Regions from separate parts of the Mus musculus genome. Here region 2 is linked to region 1. A link is a contact called in public Hi-C data. All regions are on one chromosome and are shown on one strand. The core of a region is the stretch at or near the end of the contact, and the rest is flanking DNA. Distances in the headings are between cores, read along the strand shown.

What was found. A called contact is a pair of places that touch in the nucleus more often than the background predicts.
Region 2: a contact with region 1 is called in a Hi-C map of cerebellum, with 1.7 times the contacts expected there. The contact joins two enhancer-like sites. A contact is called at or near these places in 4 of 484 Hi-C or Micro-C datasets (cerebellar granule neurons, cerebellum, embryonic stem cells and 1 more).

The regions. Positions count from the first base shown.
Region 1 is chr5:112,456,057-112,462,321 of GRCm38.p6, reverse strand. Sez6l (seizure related 6 homolog like) reads left to right here. Exons shown (of 17, transcript NM_001253916.1): 9 at 1,037-1,175. Among named protein-coding and RNA genes, the nearest start is that of Gm6588, 9.8 kb to the right of the region's middle. Within about 2 kb of position 2,216, at least 2 of the 459 cell types and tissues checked have an H3K27ac peak or open chromatin away from gene starts, as enhancers often do. A contact at or near this core is called in cerebellum, where this site is marked.
Region 2 is chr5:112,736,233-112,742,204 of GRCm38.p6, reverse strand. All of the region lies in intron 39 of Myo18b (myosin XVIIIb), which reads left to right. Among named protein-coding and RNA genes, the nearest start is that of 1700095B10Rik, 54 kb to the left of the region's middle. Within about 2 kb of position 1,369, at least 24 of the 459 cell types and tissues checked have an H3K27ac peak or open chromatin away from gene starts, as enhancers often do. A contact at or near this core is called in cerebellum, where this site is marked.

The DNA of each region.
Region 1 (6,265 bases), core at 967-3,466:
TGTGAGCCACCATGTGGTTGTGGGATTTGAACTCAGGACCTTCAGAAGGGCAGTCAGTGCTCTTACCCGCTGAGCCATCTCTTCAACCTCCGACAATGCCCTTTCGACAGCCATACTATGGTAGACACCAGCCCCATTCATGACGAGGAATCAGACATGGAGAGAGCATGCCCAAGAGCATTCTAGGGTCACTGGAAAAAAAGTGCACTTAGCCTCTCTGTGTTCAGAGCCCAGGCAATATTGGCTGTGACAACCTTCAGTCACACTAATTCCCGGGTCACACTGACTTCCCAGGTCTTGTATCCATGGCCAATGAACCCTAACACATGGAGGAATGAGGGAGACCCTCACTCCCATCAACCACCTGGCAGTTGGTGTGACGTCATTGCCTTGCCCTGGTGAGGATTGGCCCCTGAACTAAATGTACTTCATTAAGGGAGAAGAATGTATTGAGGCTTCAGCCTCTGCCATATTGAGGGCTTACCCAGGAAGGATTGGGAGAGCGGCCTCTGTATCTCTGCTGCCGGTCCAGGATAAACCTTTCAGAGACTGGAGCCTACTTGCCACCTGAGTACATTCTGGGGTCAGGCAGGGTGCTGCAAACTGGCATGGTGACCTTAGTAGTGATCCGTCATAAGCCAGTGGGCTGGAAGAGCATTTCCTGACCTCTCAGAGGAGGAAGCTGATGCTATCAGACCATATACACACCTTATCCAAAGCTGGCAGAACAGTGGAGTGGGAACTGGGGGCTGCCCTCAGTGGCGAAGACATTGCCTACCTCTGCCCCCTTGGAGCAGCAGGTGAGGCCAGTAGCCTTTTTTCAACACGCACACAGACATATGCACGCACATACATGCACACTCATGTAAATGCACACACACACACACACACAAATAGACACACATGCTGCCCCCCCCTGCCTGCTCCACCCCATGCTACACAGGGATCCACAGATGCCAACCTCACCCCCCAAATTTCTAACCACTATGCTGTATTGTCTTCCTCACAAGAGTGTCCTCTTGTCTGTCTGTTGCAGCCATGTGTGGTGGGGAGCTCTCTGCTGTGGCTGGGGTGGTGCTGTCTCCAAACTGGCCAGAGCCCTATGCAGAAGGTGAAGACTGTGTGTGGAAGATCCACGTTGGGGAGGAGAAGCGGATCTTCCTGGACATTCAGTTGTGAGTATCTGAGGCACCCTTTCCCCAGGTTCACCGCAGTAGGCAGGTGGGGAGGAACTGACTTCTGCTTTATCTGTTGTTCCAGCCAGGATTTACTAAGCATCTAGTACGTACCTCGGAGCTGCAGAGTCCTAGGGTTGCTACAGCAACACAACCAGCAACGCACGAAGCGAGTGTCCCTACTCTCGTTAATTCGTTCCGCTAAAAAGACTGGTGTCCAAGAAGGGTGCACACAGACAAGCACACTCGTGACTTCAGTTGGCAGCCTAAGGAAGGGTCACGACCACTGGGGATTTGACGTAAAGGAGGAGGGGAGGAAAAGCTTCCATAGCAAAGCTCAGCGTACAGACATGCGAGGGTCCTTTTCTTCCCTTTGTATTACTATGTGTTTACTTATCTATTGTGAGTGGAGGTTAGGGTGTGATGATCATGGCTCGGCTCATGTGGGACAATCAAGGGACAGCTTTCAGGAGTCAGTTCTCTCCCTTTTACCTCTGGGTCCCAGGAATCAAACCGGGGTGTTAGGTTGGTCATCATCAGGTGCTCTTGCGCACTAAGCCACCTTGCCAGCCTACAGTTTTTGAAGGACCAAACGGCCGGGGTGGGCAGCAGTGAATGGTGCCGTGCCATGAACCCTGGCCATACCGTAGTTTTGTTTCTCCTTATCTGCCTTCCTCGACTAAGTGCAGATGTCCCTGTCAGTCGGGGCGTCGCCTTACTTTGCCGTTCGTTCTCAGGTTTAATATGGACCTTGGGCTACACTTGGTGACAGGGAAGTGTTTAGTGAATGGTGACAGCTGCCCTAGGCTGCTTCCGATGCTCCCTGGGCACAACCGTAGTGTGCTCATCCTGAACACCTCCCAGTGCCCCAGGAGGGCAACTCTGAGCCCAGAGTGAAGGTCCAGGCTCTGGGCTCTTGTATCTGATATCCTGAGGGCAGCTTCCAAGGACTTTGGGAGGGGAGGCAGCTGAGGCTCCACAGGCTAAGAGAGCAACAGCCTCTGGTGGCCTCTCAGCCACCTCCTCCCACTGCCCTCTGTGAGACAGAGACAGGGACAGATGGTGGTGTCTAGAGAAAAAAATGGTTTTCTGGCAGACCCAGGTGGCCGGGAAGAGTCCAGAAACAGGCGTCCCAGGGCCTCTGGCTCTCCAAGCAGCAGACGGGTCCTACAGGCCTAGTAGCCATCTTTGTAGTGTGTATTCATTGTGTGAAGTGATGGTATCTGTGATGTTCCATCCCTACCCTGCCTTGCCCCCCCCCCACTTTCTTTTAGTTCTTTCAAACAAGTTCAAAAAAGAAAGAAAGAAAAAGAGAGAGAGAGAGAGGGAGAGAGAGAGAGAGAGGGAGAGAGGGAGGGAAGGAGGGAGAGAGAGAGATTTTGGCAAATGGGAGAAAATGTAGTATTTGTCTGACTGAGTCTGGCTATCTTGTTAAATATAATGGTCTCCGATTCCACTTAATTTCATGCAAACGGCATAATTTCATTTTTCTTGAAGGCTGAATACAACTTGCTATGCAAACAAACCACATTCTCTTTACCCACGCATCTGTCCGCAGACATCTAAGCTAGCCACATCACTTGACCATTGTGAATTAGCAATCCGCTTGCACATGTGAGCTCCCTGTGAAAGGCTGGCTTATGTCCTGTGGAGTCTCCCCAGAGAACCGCATGGGGTCTTACCTTCTACTTTCAGTTTATGGAGACCCCTGCCCCCTGCACAACAATTCCCAACATGGTGGTCCTAGTGTGACCCCCACCCGCAGTGACAAAGTGTTCCCCTCACCCACGTCCGTATCGGCATTCTCCGTCTTGACGACAGCCAGACTGACTCTGGCAGAATGAACTTCTGATTGGTCTGTCCTTTGTGACTAAGGACATGGGACATTTTCTCATCTTTATGGGCCTGTGATCGCTTTTAGGGACCTGTCTGTTCGGTTCGTTTGCGCATTGACTTATAGGGTGATTGGAGAATGTTTATTCTTCACGGTCTCTACAGACACTATCAATCCTTGGATGTGGCTTTGGCAAAGATCAGTCACCCGACTGTCATTTCTTAGCTCCGCTGGTGGCTTCTCTCGCTTTCAAATTCCCTGCAGTCTCATCTCTTGATTCTCGATGCTGCTTCTCCCCGAGCTGTTGGACTCCCTCAGAAATCCCTGTGTGTGCCAGTGTCTCAGGGTGTTTCCTTAAATTTCCTCTAACAGTTGTAATTCCTGGTATTAAAGTGAATCTTTTGATCCATGCTGAACGTGTTTTCCGGAGAGCAGAATAGATCCATTTCTGTTATGTTACAAATTTCCCCGGCACCATCTGTCAAAAGAAAGAAAGAAAGGAAGGAAGGAAGGAAGGAAGGAAGGAAGGAAGGAAGGAAGGAAGGAAGGAAGGAAGGAAAAGGAAGAAAGAAAAAGAAAAAGAAAAAAATTCCAGTATCTGATTTGAGCACCTTGTCAAAAATCACTTGGCTGTCACTGTATGGGTTCATTTCTGTTCATTTCTATTTTTTTCCCTCAGGTGCATGTGTGTTGAGACTGTTGGTGTGAGGCTGTTCCCAGAGATTGTCCTTGGCCTTCCTGCTCCAACTGAGCTAAAAGCCCCACAAATTTTGAACAGCTGATCCTCCAAGGCCAGGGACAGAAGTTTGTCTCCTTTTCTTCTCAGCTGTGTGATTCAGGCCTTCTTTCTGGCTGCAGCCTCTTTGATTTTCAGTGGGGATTCCGGGATATCACTATCTGTGATTCCTGGAGGTGGGCCTTGCATGGAGAGGCAGGAGTACTGCATAGCGGCTGGGCAGCTAGGGAGCTGGGCTAAATCAGGGATGGCAGCCAGGAGGAAGCATTTTCCCAAGCAAGGATGTAAAAAGAAAAAATGAAAAAAAGCAAATGAGGAGAGATGAGAGGGAAACAGTCATAGGAAGGATCAGTCACAGAGGTCATCTCGGGGGTCCTCTGAACTGAAGCTTCAGACAGAAAACTCCATTCTAGAGCACTGTGGGAGCTGAGAAGATGGCTCAGTGGGGCATGCCTCACAAGCCTGAGGACCTGAGTTCAGAGCTCCTGTCCTCATGTAAACGCCAGATGGGCATGGCAGGCAGCCCACCTGCGACCCTAGGACTAGAGAGGGAGAAATGGGATGCCCCAGGCAATCTGACTAGGCAGTGAGAGACTGCTTCAGTATATAAGGTGGAGGAACACACTGGACATCAATCTCTATCTTCTCCATGCACACACATACATGTACATACGTGTACATACGTGTACCTGTGCACACGTGAACATGCATGCACACATACACGTGCACACAGCTGTTGCCATGTTGTGATGAGTCACCAACATACAATTCTGCTTACTAGAACTTCAACCCATGGAAGTTACCGGGCAAACTCACTGAGCTGCCTCAGGGAAGGATTGACTCCCAGGTTCTTGTTGAATCCCACCCAGCTTCAAGCCCCACCCAGTAAGTTGTTGAAGGACTCCCCCGCCCCATTTCTGCTTATCTTAGCCTCTTCTTTTTTGGAAGCCTCCCAAATGTGCGGTTTTGCCTGTATCAAGCCTTCTGCGTCCGTGGGCGCCTAGCTTGGCCAAGGGTAGAGGGAAAAGGGAATCTCTCTCATCTGCCCTGCTGCGCACCAAATACTCAATTAACCTTCAGCTTGGCACCAGATCAGTTTTATGTCTATCTCAAAGCCTGTGCGTGACAGAGAGGCTCAAACCATTAACTCAGAGTCCTTCCCCACAGCCAGGCCAGGGCAGCATCATCTGGTGGAGAATCGAAAAGGATGGGGTCCTCTCTCCTTGTTACCCAGCAGGTGAACTGAATGTTGTCACCCCTGTTTCCCTCCTCAAAGCATTTTGGGGTTGCCCTGTACAAATGTCAGAAGGAGCTCAGGGAAGAAGGAACGTCTAGTCCTGTAGGGCCAGACAGTGATGGCAGGCAGGAGGGGACACTAGGGTGACACCCCAGAGACCTGGGGCTGGGGGAAGTCTCAGCTGGCTGTGGACAAGCTCCTGTGGGTCTCCAGTGTGTGAGCCTTTCCCTCTGACTGGCTCTTTCCTCACAGCTCATACTAGAGAAAGTTATGTTATCAAGGGGGCTGGAGAGGCAGCTCAGTGGGGAAAACGCTTGCTGTACAAGATCTGAGTTCAAGACCGAAGCACTTACATAAAGCCAAGTGTGACACCACACTTCTGTGATCCCATTGTAAGGAGAGAGGCAGAGACAACCACCAGTTATCTGGACTACACTCACAATATTCTGGGCTCCTCCAAAGGTCACTTCTAAGGGTCTGCCCTCTGCAGCACACACAGCTGGTCTTCTAGGCTCCAGCTGGCCCCATTCCATTGCTGCTGTTCTTGGTGGTCCTCCCATGGTATAGACATCTCCAAAAAATGTTGGGTCCCTGCTGCAATTGAGTTGCACCTCCACCAACAGCCTCACCGTGGCTCTCTTCAGAGGCCCCAGTCCTGCCACACAGTGCCAAGCCTCAGCTGTTCTTCAGGACCCCTTCATGCCTTCAAAACCAGGACTACTTGGTGACTCTTACAGTACCACATTCAGTTGCCAGCACAAGGTACAACTTTGGTGGCTCCTGGATCACAGGTTCTGTGGTGCTGACCCTGAGAAAACCCTTCCCAGAAGATTTCACCTCAGCGATGCTTCTTAATGACAGCTGGTTCTTGGTTGATGAGCAGCATCCGTTTTCCCACTGAAGCAAAGGTTTAACTTTACTGTTTCTTGTCTCTTGTTAATCAAGTGCCAGCTAGCCAGGAAGCACAGATTCTTCACACAAAAACACCCAGTAAAGTCTTTGCTTCCCTCTGAAACCTTACAGACCAAGCCTTCATCGTCTACACTGCCCGCAACCGGTCTCGTCTTCCAAGCTCCTGCAGAACAGCTCACTGAGCTCTCAACACTCAGTGGCTTTTCTAGTGCAAGGTTCCAAAGTCCTTCCTCAACTGTTCCTAAAACACATGATCAGGTCTGTCACAGCAGTACCCCATTATCCTGGTGCCAATTTCTGCCTTGGGGTTTCTAGTGCTGGGATAAAATACCAGGATCAAAGAAACTTGTGCAGAAAAAGGTTTATTTGGC
Region 2 (5,972 bases), core at 120-2,619, 280 kb before region 1:
ACCTTTTAAGAAACTCTTCTGATTTCCACAGTGCTTAGCTATTTTGTCATCTTTCGTTTTGTTAGACTAAGTCTCACTATAGGCCAGGGTGGCCTAGAACTTGCAATCCCGTTGCCTCCACCCACCAAGTGGGTCACAGGGAGGTATTTCCATGCCCGGTATTTATAACCAGGTGATAGAGATACTGGTTGTCCAGGGACCTGAGTTATGGAGTAGCTGGTACCAACCACAAGTTCCTGTACCCCAGAGCCTCCGTAGAGCCCCCTTGTTATGGGGGAGGCTTTCCATCCTGAAGGTGAGGTCACACAGTAAGGAGTGGCTGGGTCAGGGTTCAGCTTCACATCTGGGCTCAGCTGTCCTCTGGGTGTGATTCTGACCCTTGGAAGTATTTTGACAACAATTTTGCTTGTCACAAATTAGAGGGAAGAGATGCTGGTGTTCTCTAATAGAGCCCAGAGAGGCTGTTAACATTGTGAGATGCACAGCACAGCTTACCCAGCTGCCCACAGTGAGGTAATATCTGTCCCCACATGTCCACAGTTGATGCTCCAGGTTTCAGGCTCAGTGCCCTTTGTTTCAGAAAATGAGAATTTCCACAGAACCTTTCTGGAAACTGCCTGGTGCCCTCAAATCAGGGGATGATAGGACTGTGAACTCCTCACACTGAGGGAGGAATGGGAGTATGAACCCTTCACACTGAGGGAGGGGTGTAAGTGTGAACTCCTCACGCTGAAGGAGGGAGAAGTGTGAACTCCTCCTGCTGAGGGAGGAATGGCAGTGTGAACTCCTCACACTGAGGGGTGTGAGTGTGAACTCCTCACACTGAAGGAGGAGAAGTGTGAACTCCTCCTGCTGAGGGAGGAATGGGAGTGTGAACTCCTCACACTGAGGGAGGGGTGTGAGTGTGAACTCCTCACACTGAAGGAGTGAGAAGTGTGAACTACTCCTGCTGAGGGAGGAATGGGAGTGTGAACTCCTCACACTGAGGGGAGGGTGTGAGTGTGAACTCCGCACACTGAGGGAAGGATGGGAGTGTGAACTCCTTGTGCTGGAGGAGGGATGGGAGTGTGAACTCCTTCTGCTGAGGGAGGGGTGGGAGTGTGAACTCACTGTGCTGAGGGAGGAATGGGAGTGTGAACTCCTCACACTGAGGGAGGGGTAGGTGTGTGAACTCCTCACAATGAATATAGCAGGAATAAAAGTACACTGTCAACGCTGTGACTTTGAGGCTGTAACGTCTGACCCTGTGGAACATCTCTCAATTCAGCAGATGGGAGCCCGGAATGCCAGACACCATTGTCTTACTCTCTGTCATTACCACTCCCTGCCACAAGCTGTTCACTGGCGTTCTTTACTGTCTATGTCACCTACACTGCACCGCCTCCACCCCGTTTCTCAGCTAGACAGCATCGACTGTTCTGAGTCCAGGGAAGCTAGGATCTGGCATTGATCGCCAATGCCAGAAGCAACTTGCTGTATCCTCCCTGATCGATCTCCTGGGAGAACAGATGTAACGATACAAGACTATTGATGAGAATCGGTCCGCCTGAGAGGGATCATCTCCTCTCTCTCTCTTGAGCATTTGGGAGATTTCATTGGCTTTTTGGAGTAAGTAGCTTTGGCTTTAGTTGTTAAGGCAGAAGCCTGGTGATTAGTGCAGTCTCCTATCTCTGATGGAGGGGCTTTCTGAGAAGTACAGCAGGCCACTTCTTCTAGGGGCAACCCTTGAAGACTGCTCTTCCCAAGGCCTAGCTGACATTGCAGGGACAGTCATTCTACATGGTCTTCAATCTGATCAAGAGAGCCTGAGTAAGAGGAGGATGTGGCTATTGTTAGTGCAGCTTGGTAGTTTGTCTCAGTGTCAACCTTGTTAACCAGCTAGCCATGGCTGCTGTCAACTTGATACAATGTAGAGTCACCTGGGAAGAGCCTCAGTGAGGAATTGTCTTAGTTAGGGTTCTGTTGCTGTGCAGAGACACCATGTCCAAGGCAACTCTTATAAAACATCTCATCAGGACTGGCTTACAGTTTCAGATGTTCAGTCCACTATCATCACGACAGGAAGCATGGCAGAGTCCAGGTAGACATGGTTCTGGAGGAGCTGAGATGGAAGCCAGGAAGAGACTGTGTTCCACACTGGGTGGAGCTTAAGCATAAAAGACTTCAAAGTCCACCTACATAGTGATGTACTTCTTCTAACAAAGCCACACCTTCTCATAGTGCCACTTCCCCTGGGCCAAGTATATTCAAGCCACCACAGGGATTGTACACTGGGTTGGCCTGTGGGCATGTCTGTGGGAGATTATCTTGTTAAATGATGTGGAAGGACCCTGCGCACTGTGGATGGCATCATTCCCTAGGCAGGGGGACCTGAACAGCTTTGGAGCATAGCAATGGAGCCATGCATAAGCAAGGGGGTGTGCATGCATTGCTCTCTCTCTCTCTCTCTCTCTCTCTCTCTCTCTCTCTCTCTCTCTCTCTCTCCCTCTCCACTCTGGATGTGATATGTTTGAAGTCCCTGCGTTGACTTCTTCTCCACACTGATAGGGAATAAATAGCCTGGAATTGTAAGCTTTTCCCCATAAGCTGATTCGCACCCCACCCCCCCACCCCCAGCGTTGTGTCATTACAACTTACATAAAAGCAGAACACTGTCTTTTATAAATTGAAGTGCCCTGGAGTCATGATTGATAGCCTGGCCCAAGCACATGCAAAACCGGTGGCATGGTCACTTGACATTGCCCACCACCCTGCCCTGCACACAGCTGTGTCTACAGGACCAGCAGCACAGGTGTGCTGACATCAGTATCACACAAGTGCATGGGGAACACGCCAGACTGCATTGGCTCAAAGTCACCAGCTTCAGGTACCGCTGTCACGCATGGGGTCCATTTGGGACTCAAGAGTCACTATGGAACATGGCCTGTCATGACCTTCTTTGCATAAGGTACTTCTGAGGGTCCCTGAACATCTTTCTGCATGAAGGGAAGGCCACTGTGGAGCTGACAGACAGACAGACACACTCAGCATGGGTGCACGGGAAGCAGACAGATGTGTGTGCGTTACTGGGTCCCACCAGCCTGGGTGACATTCTATAGACTCTGTGACTCCTGTGTTTGGAGCCAGGCTGTGTCTGCAATCCACAGTCAAGTCAAGGATTATCTTGAAATTCTAACTCTCTTGCCTTCACCTCCTGCGTGCTAAGACTATAGGTATGCAATGCCACACACAATTTATGTGGCACTGGGGACAGAATAGGGGCTGTGTCACTCTAGGCAAGCACACCTGCTGAGCCCCAGCCTCAGCCCTGACAAAATTCTCTGGGATGGGAAACTCAGTGGCCACTGGGGAAGTCTGAGAAGCTAATTGCTCTCTTTCTGCAAGTGTGTGGGCCAGTGGGAGGAAAGGAACTGCGCACCAATGGCCGGTGGACTCGATTTGAAAGCAGCCATGCTGGAGGCAGCTGGAGAATCCCTAGCTGTAATAGTGGTCTCTGATGTGGGAAGCGCCTTGCCAGTGTATGTGCTAAAGATAATCTTTGCATTTGAGACTTAATTATATTGATATAATTATTCTCTTGTCAGGAAGATTGGGTGGTACGGATGTCATATTTGCAACTGAGCAGAAATTGAAAAATTGAAATAGCTTTTTTTTTCTTTCGTTGGGAAGCAGTGGCGTAGGTGGGCTGACTGTGGGAAGTCTGGAGCCAGGAGGTAGGCGTTCATCCCAGGTCAGAAAGCCCAGGTACTGCTTTTAAAAAGTTCCTGCTGTGTGTGGGCATTGGGAAGGCTGCTCCAAAGCTGCCCTTTGTCACTCTTTCTGTTGTCACTAAAGCAGATGACTGTGTATGTGTGTGTGTGTGCGTGTGTGTGTGTGTGTGTGTGTGTGTGTGCGCGCGCGCGTGCGTGCATGCGTGCGTGTGCGTGCGTGCGTGTGTGTGTGTGTGTGTGTGTGTGTGTGTGTGTGTGTAGGCTGTGTGTTTGGGACTGGGAAAGCAGAGAGGGACTTTAAGGAGGTGTTGTTGTTGTTGTTAATTTCCAAATCTCCTCAAAGGCCCAAGGCGGTGTCCCACAGGAACATCACAGACTGATTCAATTCCCTCTTTAACTCCTCCCCAAATGACTCAAAACACTCTCAGCCACCTTCTACCTCCCTGTGAGGATGTCTGCTTGTTTCTTGAGACAGCCTCACTTCTAGCTCCAAATGTCCTGGAACTCACAATGATCCTCCTGCCTCTGCCTCCCAAGTGCTGGGATTCAGGGTGTGCACCACTATGCCTGGCTCAACCGTGAGGGTCTTAGGAGTGTGCCTCCCATTGCGCCTCATTCATCAGAGACTCAGAGACCCCAGGAATCAAATCGGTGACCCCTCTGCACCGTCAGAATCCTTATGCATCTCCTTGTAACCAGAGTGTGTGCAAGAAGAGATGGTGGAGTGCCTGCCCGGCATGCAGGAGGCCAGGATTCTAACTCCAGCAGGGTTTAAAGCAGTGCAGTGGGAGACAGGGGTGCTTTTGGAGAGAAAGAGCAAAGATCTAGGTAGGAAGACTTGGAGTCCTAGGTTTGTTTTTAGCCTCTCTTGTGCACAGATGAGCACAGATGGCAATGGGGGATGCTGTGGGAGTTGGGGGATGGGGTGGGGGTTGGGGTGGGGGATGAAGTGGGGATGGCAATGAGGGAAGCGGTGGGGGTTGAGGGAGGGGTAGGGGAGGGGAGGGGGTGGGAAGGGGAGGAGTCAGGGATTGGGGAGGGGGTGAGGGAGGGGGCATCTTTCCTCTGAGTTTATGATGATCTGCAAGTTTCTCTTCTGCTTTCAGAATGTTAGGTCTTTATCACCTAGCTCCCAAAGAAATCCCGTTGCCTGACTGTTAACTTTCCATAAAGCTATAAAGGCCTCCAGGCAACAGCTGGGGGCATTTTTCTTAAACAATCAGCTTGAAATAGAAGAAGAAGAGGAAGAAGAAAAGGGAAAGCTTGCTGGCAGCCACCTGGAGTGAGCGTCCAACCCTTTATTTTGCTGAAGATAGAGAGGGAGGGGAAGAGAGGCCAGGTGCAACATCTAAAGCTGTTAAACTGTCTGTGTAATGGACCCTGGGTTACCTTTAATAGAACCCTAGTGTGGATCAGGTAGCACGCTCAACACAGGACACATGTACATGTCTACATGCACACGTGGCATGGAAATATGACATTAAGAGCGAGCGTCACAGAGTAACAGACTTAGGGATAAGTTGAACCTATGTATGTCTGTCTGTCTGTCTCTCTGTGTGTTCTTGCATGTATACATACATGTGTGCAGGTGCACATTCATGTGTCTGGAAGCCAGACATTGATGTAAAGTATCCTTCCTTTAGTGTTGCTGAATTTGGGAGTGCCCCTCCTTGCTGGACTCCTGCCTGGATCAGGAGCCCTAGGGATCTTCTTGCCTCTATCCTCCCAGTGTTGGGATTACAGGACCTAACCTTGAGTGCTGTCGACACAGACTCAGATCTGCACTCTCATGTGATGGCCAGTTTGCTTTCTTAACCTTTTACAGTGCCCCAATGAGTTCCGTTTGAAGCAGCGGGACACAGAAAGAACCTCCAGTGCTGAGTTTGCTGGGACATAAAACAGCACCCATACACAGGGGCTTAAAACAGCATAGGGGTGCCACCTAAGTCCCCGAGGGCACAAATCAAAAACTCATGGTATCATAGGCCCCTCTGGATGGTTCCTTGCTTCTGGAATAATTTGGGTACTGTTGCTTAGGGACAGTGTTGCATGTGGCCTAGGCTGGTTTCAAACTATCATCTTGTCTTAGCTTCCCTGTGCTGGTATGACAGATGTGTACCACCTGGCCAGGTGCTGGTGATTCAGTATCCCCTGGTTGGCAGATATTGTCCCTCCAGAGCTTAGCTTCTGTGTAGTATGTTCTCTGTCTCCTTCTGTATGTCTCCTGGCCTGCATTTCCCATCCTGTGATAACACCAGGCTT